Regions from separate parts of the Oryctolagus cuniculus genome. Here regions 2 and 3 are each linked to region 1. Evidence: chromatin contacts called from public Micro-C data. All regions are on one chromosome and are shown on one strand. The core of a region is the stretch at or near the end of the contact, and the rest is flanking DNA. Distances in the headings are between cores, read along the strand shown.

The links. Hi-C and Micro-C count contacts between places; a contact is called where the count stands out from the background.
Region 2: a contact with region 1 is called in a Micro-C map of ear pinna, with 7 times the contacts expected there. The contact joins the promoter of TMEM267 here to the promoter of HMGCS1 in region 1. A contact is called at or near these places in 2 of 6 Hi-C or Micro-C datasets (ear pinna and an unstated tissue).
Region 3: a Micro-C map of ear pinna shows a contact between it and region 1, with 5 times the contacts expected there. The contact joins the promoter of ZNF131 here to the promoter of HMGCS1 in region 1. A contact is called at or near these places in 2 of 6 Hi-C or Micro-C datasets (ear pinna and an unstated tissue).

What each region holds. Positions count from the first base shown.
Region 1 is chr14:68,820,636-68,824,918 of mOryCun1.1, reverse strand. It overlaps HMGCS1 (3-hydroxy-3-methylglutaryl-CoA synthase 1), which reads left to right and starts at 2,538. Exons shown (of 11, transcript XM_002714013.5): 1 at 2,538-2,833.
Region 2 is chr14:69,002,093-69,006,375 of mOryCun1.1, reverse strand. TMEM267 (transmembrane protein 267) reads left to right here and starts at 2,226. Exons shown (of 4, transcript XM_008262169.4): 1 at 2,226-2,602. It overlaps C14H5orf34 (chromosome 14 C5orf34 homolog), which reads left to right. Exons shown (of 13, transcript XM_070056700.1): 13 at 2,008-2,070.
Region 3 is chr14:68,681,427-68,685,709 of mOryCun1.1, reverse strand. It overlaps ZNF131 (zinc finger protein 131), which reads right to left and starts at 2,378. Exons shown (of 6, transcript XM_051853504.2): 1 at 2,178-2,378; 2 at 1,093-1,231. The coding sequence starts at 1,216. It also overlaps the pseudogene LOC108177251.

The DNA of each region.
Region 1 (4,283 bases), core at 1,289-3,788:
TTTGCTTAACTGAAGATAAATTTGATCAGAAGGACAGTCTGTGCTTTGTAGGAATTTCTAATTGCACAGATGATCATCCTCATGACTATGTGGCTAATCATTTCCTATTGTGTACTTATGGAGTTGAAATTATTTGCTATCCCTTTCCAAGGACAAAATGTTATCTTCTTTCTGTTTATCTTTACTGCCTTTCAACAGAATATAATATGCTAAGAATTTTAATCCCTTCCCCCAAATTGCTGTTGACCACAAGCTGGCAGTGTTTCTATTTATCATCTAGTTACTGAAGAAAAAAAAAGCACATTTATTTTATTTATTTGAAAGGCAAGGTGACGTAAAGAAAGAGAGATCTTGCGTCCACTGGTTCATTCCCCAAAGGGCCACAATGGCCAGGGCTGGACCAGGCTGAAACCAGGAGCCTGGTACTTCATCAAGGTCTCTCTCCCAGGTTGGTGGCAAGGGGCCCAAGCACATGGGCCATCTTCCGCTGCTTTGGTAGGGAGCTAGATCAGAAATTGTTCAGCTGTGACTTAAACTCGTGCTCATATGGGATGCCGTCATTACAGGCAGTGGCAGCTTGCAGTGCCGGCATCCCATATGGGCGCCGGTTCACCTGCTGGCTAATGCCAGCCATTATAAACTAGTTACTTCATGCAGGTATGAAATGACACTGACTCTGGAGCAGAATGAATATCATTGGCAATACTGTGGCATGATCAGGATGACTGAGTGGTCTTCTTGTCCACACAGCACCACTTCACTGTAATTCCACTTCTAACATATTTTGCCACTTAGAAGCTAAGAATGTCTCCTAACAGGTTCGCCTCTTTGGTGGATAATACATTTCACATAACAGCAGTTAAGTGAAGCAGAGTATGCTCAGTGACCCCCTATCAATCATAATCCTAGGCAGTCATGAAACTGAGATGGGGACAGATAAACAACTCTGAACCTTCCTCATTGTTAGGAAAATGGCTCAGTCTTATCTATGGCGCGATCTACACCCTGACACCCCCACCGCCACTGCTGGAAGCCAGGTGGCCACATGGCCCAACCACGGGTGTCAAGCTCCACCCTCATCCTAATGGGATTCGCTGCTCCTGCTTCCCTGCCTGCCTTCAGGCAAAGTTTTAAAAGGACCTGTTCCTGAACACGTGGCTCTCTCTTGCTCTCTCACTCTCCTCTCTCTCGTCTCCTCTAGTCTTCTCTCTCGCTCTCTCTCCCCTCTCCTCTCTCTCCCTCTCTCCCTCCATCTCCTGACCCCCCCCCCCTCTCTCTCTCTCTCGATCTCTCTTACGCTTTCCTTCTCCCTCTTTCTCCTTCCTTGCCCCTTCCCTCTGGTCTGCTGGGTTTTCTCCAATAAACCCTTTCCCTTACTCTGGTGTCCGGTGTTTTGTGGCAGCCTTATGCTCATGGCCCCCCATCAAAGCTAAATATTGTACTTTCTTTATCTGACAAGGAGACCAATTGGAAGGCAGAAATTGTCCTCCTTGGGATTTCCCCCATGGAAGGTGTCCGGCGCGTAACAAATCTTCCCAGGCAGATGAATCAATTAATTCACAAGCTTTTATTGGGCAACAGAGCGGGGCCGGGAAGTCACGTGTCAGAAGTTGGGAGGCCTCCTTTTATAGATACTGGGCGTGGGGGTTAAAGGTTGAGGCAGGTCTGAGCCTCATTGGTTGACTTTTAGGCACCTGTGGGGACTCTCCATTTCCGGAAGTGTAGGCCTTCTCTCCTTGCGTTTCCCAAAGCTACCACCCCAGTAGTCTTTCGCTGATTTTCTCTGGCTTGAATCACTCTTCTCTTGTCTGAGGGAGCAAGGTTTTCCTTATACTATGGATTTGCTGAGAATTATGAGGCCCATTCCTACTCTCAATAGCCTTTCACTTCGCATCTACCACCTGTCAAGCTCAGAAGAGAGTGAGGAAAATGGAGTTCCTTCTCTCAGAGTGGATGGCCTAGCAAAAGTGCTTGAACAGGAGATCAGTTTCCCTCCTTCTTCTCAGGCAAAGCACCCTCCTAACTGATGCCTACCCCCTAAAATATCTTGTTTTAGGTTTATCCAGGGAGAATTTTCTCCATAGCAATTTCTTTAAAAGTCAAGGTAGTTTTACACAGAGAAGGCAATAACTGGGTATTTACAAATCTGGTACGTGGAATATTTTAAAATTCCAGGTGAAGTACTCTGCTCCAATTTGTAATCTAGGCACACTTTGCTGCTTCGGAAACTGGAAAATGTTAAGATTTAATTCAAATCTAGTATTTGAGAACCCTCACAGGTGAAACCTAGCTCTGGTTGCTAGGCAACCCGACAGACTCTCCAGCAGGGACCAACTCACCTCCCACACTTGACCATCTCTCCCCAGCGGTGGGACGCGGAGTCCCCATTGGCCCGCGTCTCCTCTCACTGAGCTGCAATTGGTCGGAGAACCTCTCACTCCGCGCCGGTTGGCTCTCGCCGTCTCTCGCCGCTCTGTCATTGGCAGGCGGGCTCTCGGGCCACCGCACGTCACTCTCTCACCCCACTGCCTCGGCCTTCCGACTTTGTCCCCGCCCTCTCCCCCGCCCTTCCAGCCACGAGGGAAAACCCTAGCGAGTCACCGCCTCTAGTGTCCTTCCTATTGGTAGACACTGGATTAGGGGGCGGGAGCTGTTGGGCTACTCTGCCGGCCCCGATTGGTCGCTACAGTGTTTGTCCCGCCTCCCACTGACTCCCGGCGGTGCCGGGGCCGGGCGGATCGGCGGCTATAAAGCTGGTGGCAAAGGGGAGGCGCCGCGTTCTGTTCTTTCGCAGCTCGCTTCCTTTCCTCGGCCACTGCCCAGTCACGTTTGGGTGAGTGTCCTGAGCAGGGGAGGAGAGCTGGCTGCTGAGGCGCCGCGGGCGGGGTGTGGGCCGGGCGGAGGCGGTGTCCTTGACTAGGCCCGAGAGAGCTTGGGCTGCGGGTGAGGGCGAAGGCGTGGACCTGGCCCACGAGGACGGGGCGCCGTGGATGGGGGCCGTGCGGTGCCTCACTTGCCGGGGACGTGGGGCGGGCAAATGCGAGTCTGAGGAGGGGTCGAGGGCACCGATGGGGCCGGCGAGTGGCGGGGACGAGAAGGTGGAAGGGCGTTGAGGGCAGAGTGTTCTGATGACTTAGCCCGGAGCTGGAGGTGCCGGGGTGGTGGCCGCGACCTCCAGGAGGGTGCAGGGCGGCTGCTGAGGGATGGGGAAGGACAGACTGAGATGCAGCCTCGCAGGCTGGCAGGGGCGTGTCCCGCCACTGCCACGCAGGGCTGACGGCAGTGCTTGTCTTCCCCAGCCAAGAAAGCATCACAGCCGTGGTGTAGACCCGGGGCTCTGGACAGCGAAGGCCTGCTGCTTCAGACCGCACAAATCCCTGTCTCCCGCCTTTCGCTTTCCTCCCTTCTGCCTTCTCTCTCTCTCTTTCTAATGTCCACCTTTTAAAAATAGGTTTTCTCGGTATCCTGAATTCCAGCACCTTCCTCCTTGCCAGTGGCTCCAGGACCAGCCGTGGGTGATGTAATGAGCAGGCATCCACAGAGCCCACACACAAATAGGCTTTAGGTGAGACCAAGGACATTTCAGAGTCTTTGAAATGTGTCTTGCTTGAGCAGTGGTTGAGAAAAGATTACTTTGACCCACTTTGGAGGAGGGATTTGGATTTGGGGAGCAGGTAATGTGAGGTTGTCCCTGCTTTCCCCTATGGCCAAGGCCTTAGGTCACCACTAACTTCTCCTTGTCCGTTCCTGCCTCAGCCCCTCCCTCCTGCTGATGCTGTGTCTTGCCAACCTGCTGCAGTAGGGTGATGTGTTCTGAGTGCTGCTAACTAAACATTTATTCAGTTTCAGGGATGAATTATGACAAACACAGGCAATATAAACATACAAAGAGACAAATGCAAGTGCTTTACATATGTTTTACATACGTTTCTCTCTGAGATGGGTTTTAGACTTTATTGCATGGATTCTATTAAGTGAGAGGCAGATTGAAAGTCCTTAACATGTATCAGTGCCAGTGGTTCTTTATAGGTTAAGATGTCTACAGAGTTTGTTTCTTTGCTAAAACTTTATGTTTAAATTTTACCTATTTTTGTGTGGAGACAGTGGGCAGGGATAGCATATCTTATTCCCCCATAAGAGAAAAAGGTAGTCTTTTGTGTGTATCAGATGTGGTAGCTAATTCTTTCCTGTGTTTGTAAGTTTGCCCCTTAGCTCAATTAGATTCTAGTGCAGTCAGTAACTCCAGCTCTCAGAAGGTGTATTCCACCCCTTGTGAGGCAGGG
Region 2 (4,283 bases), core at 977-3,476, 180 kb before region 1:
TTTTAAAATACACATTTATATTAATAAAAGCTTTGGAAATTTTGGACTGCTTTAATTCTTCAATTTTATCAAAATGTCTTGTAAAGTTTTTTTTTAAGAATTATTTATTTATTTGAAAGTCAGAGTTATAGAGAAGAGGGAGAGACAAGAGTAATCTTCCATCTGCTGTTTCACTCCCCAGATGGCCGCAATGGCTGGGGCATGGTGGTGGGGGTGGGGGGCTGGGTAGGGAGTGGAGGGTGTTGGGGGTTGGGGTGTGCCCAAGCAGTGGCCATCTTCTGCTGCTTTTTCCAAGCCATTAGTGGGGAGCTGAATCATAAGTGGAACAGCCAGGACACAAACCAGCGTCCATACAGGCAGCGGGTTCACTCACTACACCACAATGCTGGTCCCTCTTGTAAAATTTTAAAGCTGTTGTTTTTATCTGTGGAGCAATCAATATAAATCTTCAAGTTTTTTTTTTTTTTTTAATATTTAGAATAGTGTATTTGCTCATTTGCTATTTAGTTTATCCAAATATTTTCCAATAGAACTGTGAAAGACAACTAGATCTCAGTGGGGAAAAAACTGACATAGGCAATAATACAAACTAAGAAGCACTTTAGCAAATATAACTGTCTCATGAACCAGATTCTCTCATTGTTTTTGAATATGAAAACTAAGTTAAGCTGAAAAATCTTGGGAGAAATTAGCTCACCAAAAGTGCTATTGTAAGTTTGTAATGAACAAAACCATACACCCAAAAAGACTTCAGGATTATACCAAATACAATTAGAAATGTTCTAACTTCTGATTTCTTTACAAGACCAAACTCTCCTCATGAAAAGGAAGAAGCAACTGAGGAAACCGGGAAGAAGCGGAAGTGTGATAGGTCAGGAGTGATCATGTCACTGAGTTGAATGGGCCTGATGCCCACTTCCGTTCCTCTCACAATGGGCTGCTTCACATTTCAAATCCCAACAGTATTTCCTCCCTACTACTTGACCAAAGTTAGCTTCTCCCAACTCTCATGACATCATCCTATTTATTTCCTTTACAGTACTTACTAGTCTGTCCAGCTATGTCTTACGGCTAGAACACGTGCTCCATAAATCACTCTGTAGCCTACCGCCTGAAACCACCGGATATGTACTGCTTAACGGAATCGCTGCCTTCAGGCAGTAGACTCGGCTACAGAGAAAAGAACACATCTGTTGTAGTTTAAAGGAGGCCATCTATGTTGGCCCTCCAGAAGGCATAGACTGAGTCATGTACTAAAAAGTTACTGCATTCAGACTGAGAAAATTTGTCTTTAACATGAATGAAAGCACTCAAGAGTTGTATTCAAAAACAAAGGCCTGCGCCGAGGCTAATTAGGCTAATCCTCCGCCTTGTGGCACCGGCACACAGGTTCTAGTCCCGGTCCGGGTGCGGGATTCTGTCCCGGTTGCTACTCTTCCAGGCCAGCTCTCTGCTGGGGCCTGGGAAGGCAGTGGAGGATGGTCCAAGTGCTTGGGCCCTGCACCCCATGGGAGACCAAGAGAAGCACCTGGCTTCTGGCTTCGGATCAGCGCTGTGCGCCAGCCGCGGCGCGCCGGCCGCAGTGCGCCAGCCGTGGCGGCCATTGGAGCGTGAACCAACGGCAAAAGGAAGACCTTTCTGTCTCTCTCTCTCACTATCCACTCTGTCAAAAAAAAAAAAAAAAAAAAAAAAAAAAAAAGTTGTATTCAGTGACGGGCGTGGCACAGTGGCTTACAACACCCACATCCCACTTGGAGTGCCAGTTCCGATCCTAGCTCCTCTGCTTTCCATCCAGCTTCCTGCCAATGGGCAGAAAATGGCCCAGTCTTGGCAGAAAAACATGTTACAAGAAAACAAGTTGAAGCGGTCACACATACCCCTTCCCAGGAAAGGCCCTTCTTTGGGAAGGCCCCTATCATAGGAAGGGGTTAAGAATGTTCCTCTGTGGGCTCTTAGGCCAGTGTATCCTAGAGCCAACCGCCAAACTAGAGGTCTCTCTGATTCTAGGTTAGCACGCACCACACCGAGGCAGGGAGATGGAATGGGACCCGGCCACCGTGCGATGACACAAGCTATCCGTGAGTCCAGTGAACTAGGATCAAACTACTCGGTCTGTAGACGCTTTTTCATCATGATAAAGTGTCACAGGCCTGTCACCGCTATCCCAACCTCCGCTCGCGCCGAGACAAAGAATTACCAAGAAATCCGCCAGGGGGCAGTGGAGCGCTACTGAGGAGCTTCCGGTCTGACAGGTCAGAGGGTCCCCCACCCCCGCCTGTGCCCTGAAGGACCCGATGAATGAAGCTGAAAATAGCTCTACAGCTTCGAACCCCGTGGCTCCTAGCTCCAGGGTCTGGAGTCTCGCCTGAGTCCCGCGTTCGGTGGCGCCATCCCCCCTCCCAGCTTCCCCGCCGCTCCTTGGGTGCCTCGTGGGGACGCGGGCGACTATGTGGCTCCGCGCTCGCTGAGCCAAGAAGCGTGTCCTCGGATTTGAGAAAAAGAAACCCAACGAGGCGCTTTTAGTTCTCACCCCGCCATCCCAAGGTTCCTCTGAATGCGGGAAGGAACTCGCTACCTACAAGTTCCACCGACGCCTACTCAGGTATCGCTTTCTACGAGGACGGGGGACACTATCCCGGCGTGCTCTCGCCGACGCTGCGGGCTGGAGCCGCTCTGGCCGGCGCCCTGCGTCTCTATGGTGCGGGCCCGGGGGGGGGGGGGCGGAGGAGAGGGGCGTGGCTGCTGCTGGCGGTGCGGCTCGCTCCAGTCGTAAGAAGCGAGGGTGGGTACGGCTGCGTTCCGCCCGGGGGTGGGGCGGGCGGAGAGTGGACGCGGCCCGTGGCCTCCGGGGGCAGGCCGGAGGCTGGGACCACGGGAGTCTGAAGTCTGGAAGGTCCGCGTTGCGGGTGGGGATGGTGTCCTCCGGGAACCGGAGCAAGTGGGATGTGCGTGGCCTGTGGGCCGGCAGCGTCCGCTTTGCCGGGGGCTGCGCGTCGCCTCGAAACCGCCTTCCAGGTCCCCTAGATTCCCAGCCCCCTCCTAGGCTCCGCGGTGCCGGCGTTTCCCTGGCCCCGGGGCCGGGGTCCGGCGTCGGCCGCAGGACCCATTGCTGTCCTCGACAGGTGTAAGAACCCCGTCGCGCCCCGGATCTGTAGAGGTCTCAGTGCTGTGCTGCGTTACGTGGGCCCTTCCCTCAAGACAGGAGCGCTTTCTGCCCCGCTTTTTAAAAGCTGACACTTTAAAGCTATCGCATCGTCTCAGAAACATGTTGCGATTCAGGACTGTATATGTTTTATTCGTGAGGGTCATAGGAACTAAACATTTTGTGTGCGGAGAGCTGATGGCTGTGAAAAGTTTCAGGGAAGGTGAGCAAGATTGGCGTCTCCTTCCCCTGCCAGTTGGCTGCGTTACACTTGGCGTCTTGGCATTAAGAAATTAAACAGAGGAAGTTTCACCACAACTGCAGTTCGGCAAACAGGACTTATTTGTAAAGCAGCGTAAAGGCAGGTTGTGGACTTCGGACTGCTTTTACCGCAGACATTCTGTCACTAGTGAGATTTGTGGGGAGGGGGCAATGCTGAAGCAGAAAATGACGTCTGCCTTGGGAATCTGTTAACTCTTATTTGTTTTGGCAGAAACAAGGTCTAAGAGATTATTACCAACTAATTCGTGATAGCGTGTAATTAGAGACTAGGTAATTATGTGTATGTAGAGTTAAGGAACGGAGGGATTGCTTCTGTGTACACTCTGAAAGCCAAATAATTGAAGGCAGTTGCTTTAATGGGGACAGGGTTTGACACGCTTTGCCTAGTGCAGAAAGTAGCTCCTGCATGTGATTGAGAAAAATGTATGATGTGGGTGACTAAGTCAGGAAACTGCAGAATACTAGCTTCAGTTTGTAGGCTGAGGGGTGCTTATGTGCTTACCCTTTATATTAGTATAATGAATTATTAAACACCTAGCACATTTTAGATGTTACTCATGGCACATTTAAAAGAAAATTATAATCATTGGTCTTAAGGAACTTCTCCAACAAGAGTATGTAAAATACACATACAACTGAGGAGTTTACGAGACTGAGGAGTCCATTTTATTTGTAGGAGGAGGAACAAGAAATAGAAAAGGAAGAAAACAGTTTAAGAAGAAAGATGAGTACTAGAAATGGATACACTTCAGTGTCCTGGTCAGACAATAAATAGTAGAGGAAGTTTACTTGTTAGATTTCTTTCTCTCTCTTTTTTAATGTATATATTTGAAAGGCAGAGTTAGAGAGAAGAGGCAGA
Region 3 (4,283 bases), core at 1,129-3,628, 140 kb after region 1:
AGGTTCCTGAGTAAACTCCTGAAAGAATTTGTAGAAGAACTTACTGCAAGCAGCCAAAACAGCCTTGTGAGCCTTAAAATGGTGTCCTACATTAAAAAAAAAAAAAAAAAGAAAATCAAACATATACACAAAAATCAAATGTGAAACTATAACCCAGAAGATTACATCAAGCAAAATAGATCTTTCTTCATAGTACCTACATAAATTATTGAACTAAAGTAAAAATATTTTTGGCAGGTATCTTGGCAGATTTTGATCTTAATTAGATGAAAACCAAATCTTTACTTCAAAAGCTTTATAAACTCAGTCTTCCAAAGGCCAGTTTAGGTAAACAGTCTAACACTTTCCGCTACCTTCAATTAACTAGTGAGAAGTATATCATACTGCTATATACAAAAATAAAAAACCACAAAATGTCATACATCATTTGGAAAGAAGGAAAAAAACACAGAATAAGCACAAAGCTGGATGCATCTGTGATAGGAAATATTTTAATGTGCCTAATATTTGTTAGTTTAATTTGTGACAGACCTGTAATAAACAAGACCTTGTCTCAAAAAGCTTACCTTCCCTAAACAGAAAAGGTATCATGCAGGACTTGCCTCCATTATAATGACAACTCCTAATTCTGGCAAGAACCCACTTTATTTTGGGGGCTCCCAAAGCTGATGTGAGTGCTGCGAAGGACTCTCTCACATTCTCCCAAGGGACTCCAGTGGGGGGACTCCTCAAAGCGGCTCACCCACAGGAGCTATATTAGCCAGACATGCTGTGACATCCTCCCAATCCCCAACGCCATCATTTTACACTCAAGTGTGCAAGGAGAAAAACTTCAACCGGCTCGAGGAGCAGCTAAAATGCGATGAACCCCACAATGTGTCGAAAGCAGGACTGGCCAACCAGCCTCCTGCAGCAGGACCTACGTGAGCAGTCGCTGACAAGTGCCCTCCAGTCCCAGCGCACACCCTGCACACTTTGGGAGGGAGTCACAGACGGTGGATTTAAAAAAAAAAAAAAAAAAAAAAAAGGCGGGTGGTGGAAGGGAAGAGACCGAAGCCCCAAATTCGCGCCGGTGCCCACTGCCCTACCCACCGTCGACAATCAGGGTGATGTCAGTAAAGCGGTCCTGCTCTCGCTGTTCATTCAATCGGTCCAGGATCATTTTATGATGTTCAGGGAACTCCTGAAGGCATTCCATCGTCTCTTCGGCCTCCATGGCCGTCGGGATGCTCTACAAAAGAGGAGCATGATAATGTACACCCATGAGGTCGGGCGGAGAAACAAAACCCCTAAAGCATAAAATTTATAAAAAAAAAAAAATGAAAAACAACACACAAAACCCCAGCAACGTGAAAGGGATGGGGGAGGGTGAGGGAAGAGAAGAGGAAGGCGAGGGAAGAAAGAAAGGCGAGCCCGAGTGGCCGCCGCGCGTTGGGGGCCGGAGCCGCGGCCGCGGGACTCCGAGCCTGACCTAATTGGAGTCGGGAGACGCGAGCTGGAGCGGGGTGGGCACAGCGCCGGAGGCTCCGGACGCCGGGGCGCGCAAGTCCGGCAAGGGAGGGGACCGGGCCGCCGCAGCGGCCCGCCAACGGCCCGCCGAGCCCTTCCGCCCAGCCCGGGTTCCCACCGTCCCCGGGACCCGGTCCGGCCCGCGGCCCACAACGACTCCCGGGTCGCCTCTCCCTCCCCCGCCCTCCCTCTTCTCCCCCGCCCCAACCGGGCCGGCACTCACACAGGGAAGGAGGAGCGCCCCGGGCCTGCGCGTCACTTACGTCGACGTCCTGCGTCACCGCGTCGGGCTCCGGCTGACGCGAACGCCTTCCGAGAGCGGGCCGAGGCAGGGAGGCGCCACGCCCCCAGAGCGCCCCTCCGTGGAGGGGCGGAGCCAACTCGGGATTTGGCGCTCGCCGAGGGCCAGGCCGCGCGTTCCCAAAGGAAATCGGGTTGCACTGGGGTTGGGCCCCAGCAGGGCCCAGCTGTCGGGGAAGCGGGGAGCTTAAGCCGCCGCCCTGCACCTTCCACCTCCCACCGCCCCTCACTTTACTCCAGGTGCCGGCGCTTCAGCCCGCGAGCTCAGGATAAAGTCGCCTACCGCGGCCCGGGCGTTTTAATCCGTGCCGCTCAGCCACGCCCCACCCCGCCCACTTTCCTCCCAGCCCGCGGTCGGCCCGCCTTACCTAGCTCGTGGTCCGCCCTCTCTTCTCTCTTTCCGTGCTCGCCCCCGCCGAGGCAAGGCTCGCCCCGCACCTCTCCCCGCGCCGCAGCTGCGACCCGCGCCCCATGGTCCCCGCATGAGCCGGGGCGCTCCCGCAGCTCGGGTCCAGCCGGTGTGCGTGCGCTCGCTCGGACGCGCCGGCGGCGGCGGCCACGGGCGCGAGCACGTTCGGGCCGCCGGGGACCTTCCTCCCCAGTGCCCGCCCTCGTCGCGCGGGGCCTGCGGCACGTGTTCGCTGGGTTGGGTACCTGGAACTGCTCAGAGTTGCTGATGCCCGGACTATACAGCGCCCCCACTCCGGCCTTAAAGAGACCCGTGACCCGTGACCCGTAATGACGGTGCGTGGCTGGCTCTTCCATTCACCTGGAGAAAGGCTTTTTGAGAATAATGTGGTAGTGGAGTTCTTTTCTCTAAAAGTCTCAAAACAGGGAGTGGAGAAAGCTGAAATAGCTACATGCAAGAGTGAAGGTGCTCATTACTTAAACACACGCATACTAAGGGTCAACACTGAGGCAGGCACTCGTTAAGGGGCCGGGAAATTAGCGATGGGCCAGGTGTCTGTGATTGCCACGTTGTTAATCTGGTAGATGGACATTTTGAACAGAAACTGTTTCTGTGCACTGCTGAGTGTTATGTGAAGAAACATAACCTGGGGGTCCTTGAAAGTCAGCGACCTGTAGGCAACCTGAGTGTTCTTAGCCAAGGGTACAGCACACGCAGAGAGGCACCGGGATGGCGGAATTCCCGGAACCGAAAGTCTGGCTAGAACAGACCCACAAGGGCCTTGCAAAAAGTTTAAGCATGGGGCTGGCACTGTGGCATAAAAGGTCAAGCGTCTGCCTGCTGCGCTGGCATCCTATATGGGTGGCCAGTTGGAGCCCTGGCTACTCCACTTCGGACCCAGTACCCTGCTAAAGTGCCTGGGAAAGCAGCAGAAGACAGCCCAAGTCCTTGGGCCCCTGCACCCACATGGGAGACGTGGAAATAGCTGTTAATAGTGTTAACCCGTTGTGCCACAGCGCTGGCCCCACGATTAACTTTTTATAAAGATTTATTTGTATGAAAGGCAGAGTCACAGAGAGGAGAGACAGAGAGAGATCGTCTATCTGCTTGCTCCCTCGCCAGCATAGCTGTAATGATCAGGGCCGGGCCAGGCCGAAGCCAGCAGTCTGGAACTCAATCCTGGTCTCCTTTGAGGGTGCAGGGGACCAAAGACTCTGGCCATATTCCACTGCTTTCCCAGGTGCACTTATCTATTTATTTATGTATGTATGTATTTTTAGATTTATTTATTTTGTAGAGAGAGAGAGCTCTTCCATCTGCTGGTTCACTCCTCAAATGACCACAATCGCTAGGGCTGGGCCAGGCTGAAGCCAGGAGCTAGTAGCTTCTTCCTGGTCTCCCACGTGGGTGGCAGGGGCCCAAGCACTTGGGCCATCCTCTGTATCTTTCCCAGGCCCATTAGCAGGCTGTGGCTTAACCCCCTCTGCCGCAATGCAGGCCCCTCTCAGGTGCATTTTAGAGTGATAAATTTAGTACTATAAGAAGAATGAATTGAATACAACAAATTATAAGTAGAACCCAACTGAGAGGTCACTCAATGCAACATCCTATAGAGGGAAACCAGGTTGAAGAAGTGCAGAAGCACAATGACCACAAAGATCCTGCTTGTGGGAATGAGGCTGACTGCTTTGTTCCAAGAACTGACTTTCTTCCTCTCCCCTCCCTGGGATATCTGAGGTCTGTACTGGCTGGTGTCATCTTATTCTCTCACCCCCAGTAAATATTGTAGGAACTGATGTAGACTGTCTAGTTAGGCACAGACTGCAAAATGCTGTTTTAGGGGCTAATGCGTAGAAACCAAAAATTTGTGTGTGTATTTAAAGATTTATTTGAAACAGTGACAGAGAGAGAAAAGAGATCTTCCACCTGCTAGGTCACTCCCCTAACGAAAGCAAGCAACCAGGAGCTCCATTCAGGTCTCCCATGTGGGTGGCAGGAACCCAAGTACCTGGGCCAAGTGGAGCAGCCAGGACTCAAATCTACACTCTGATATGGGATGCTGGCG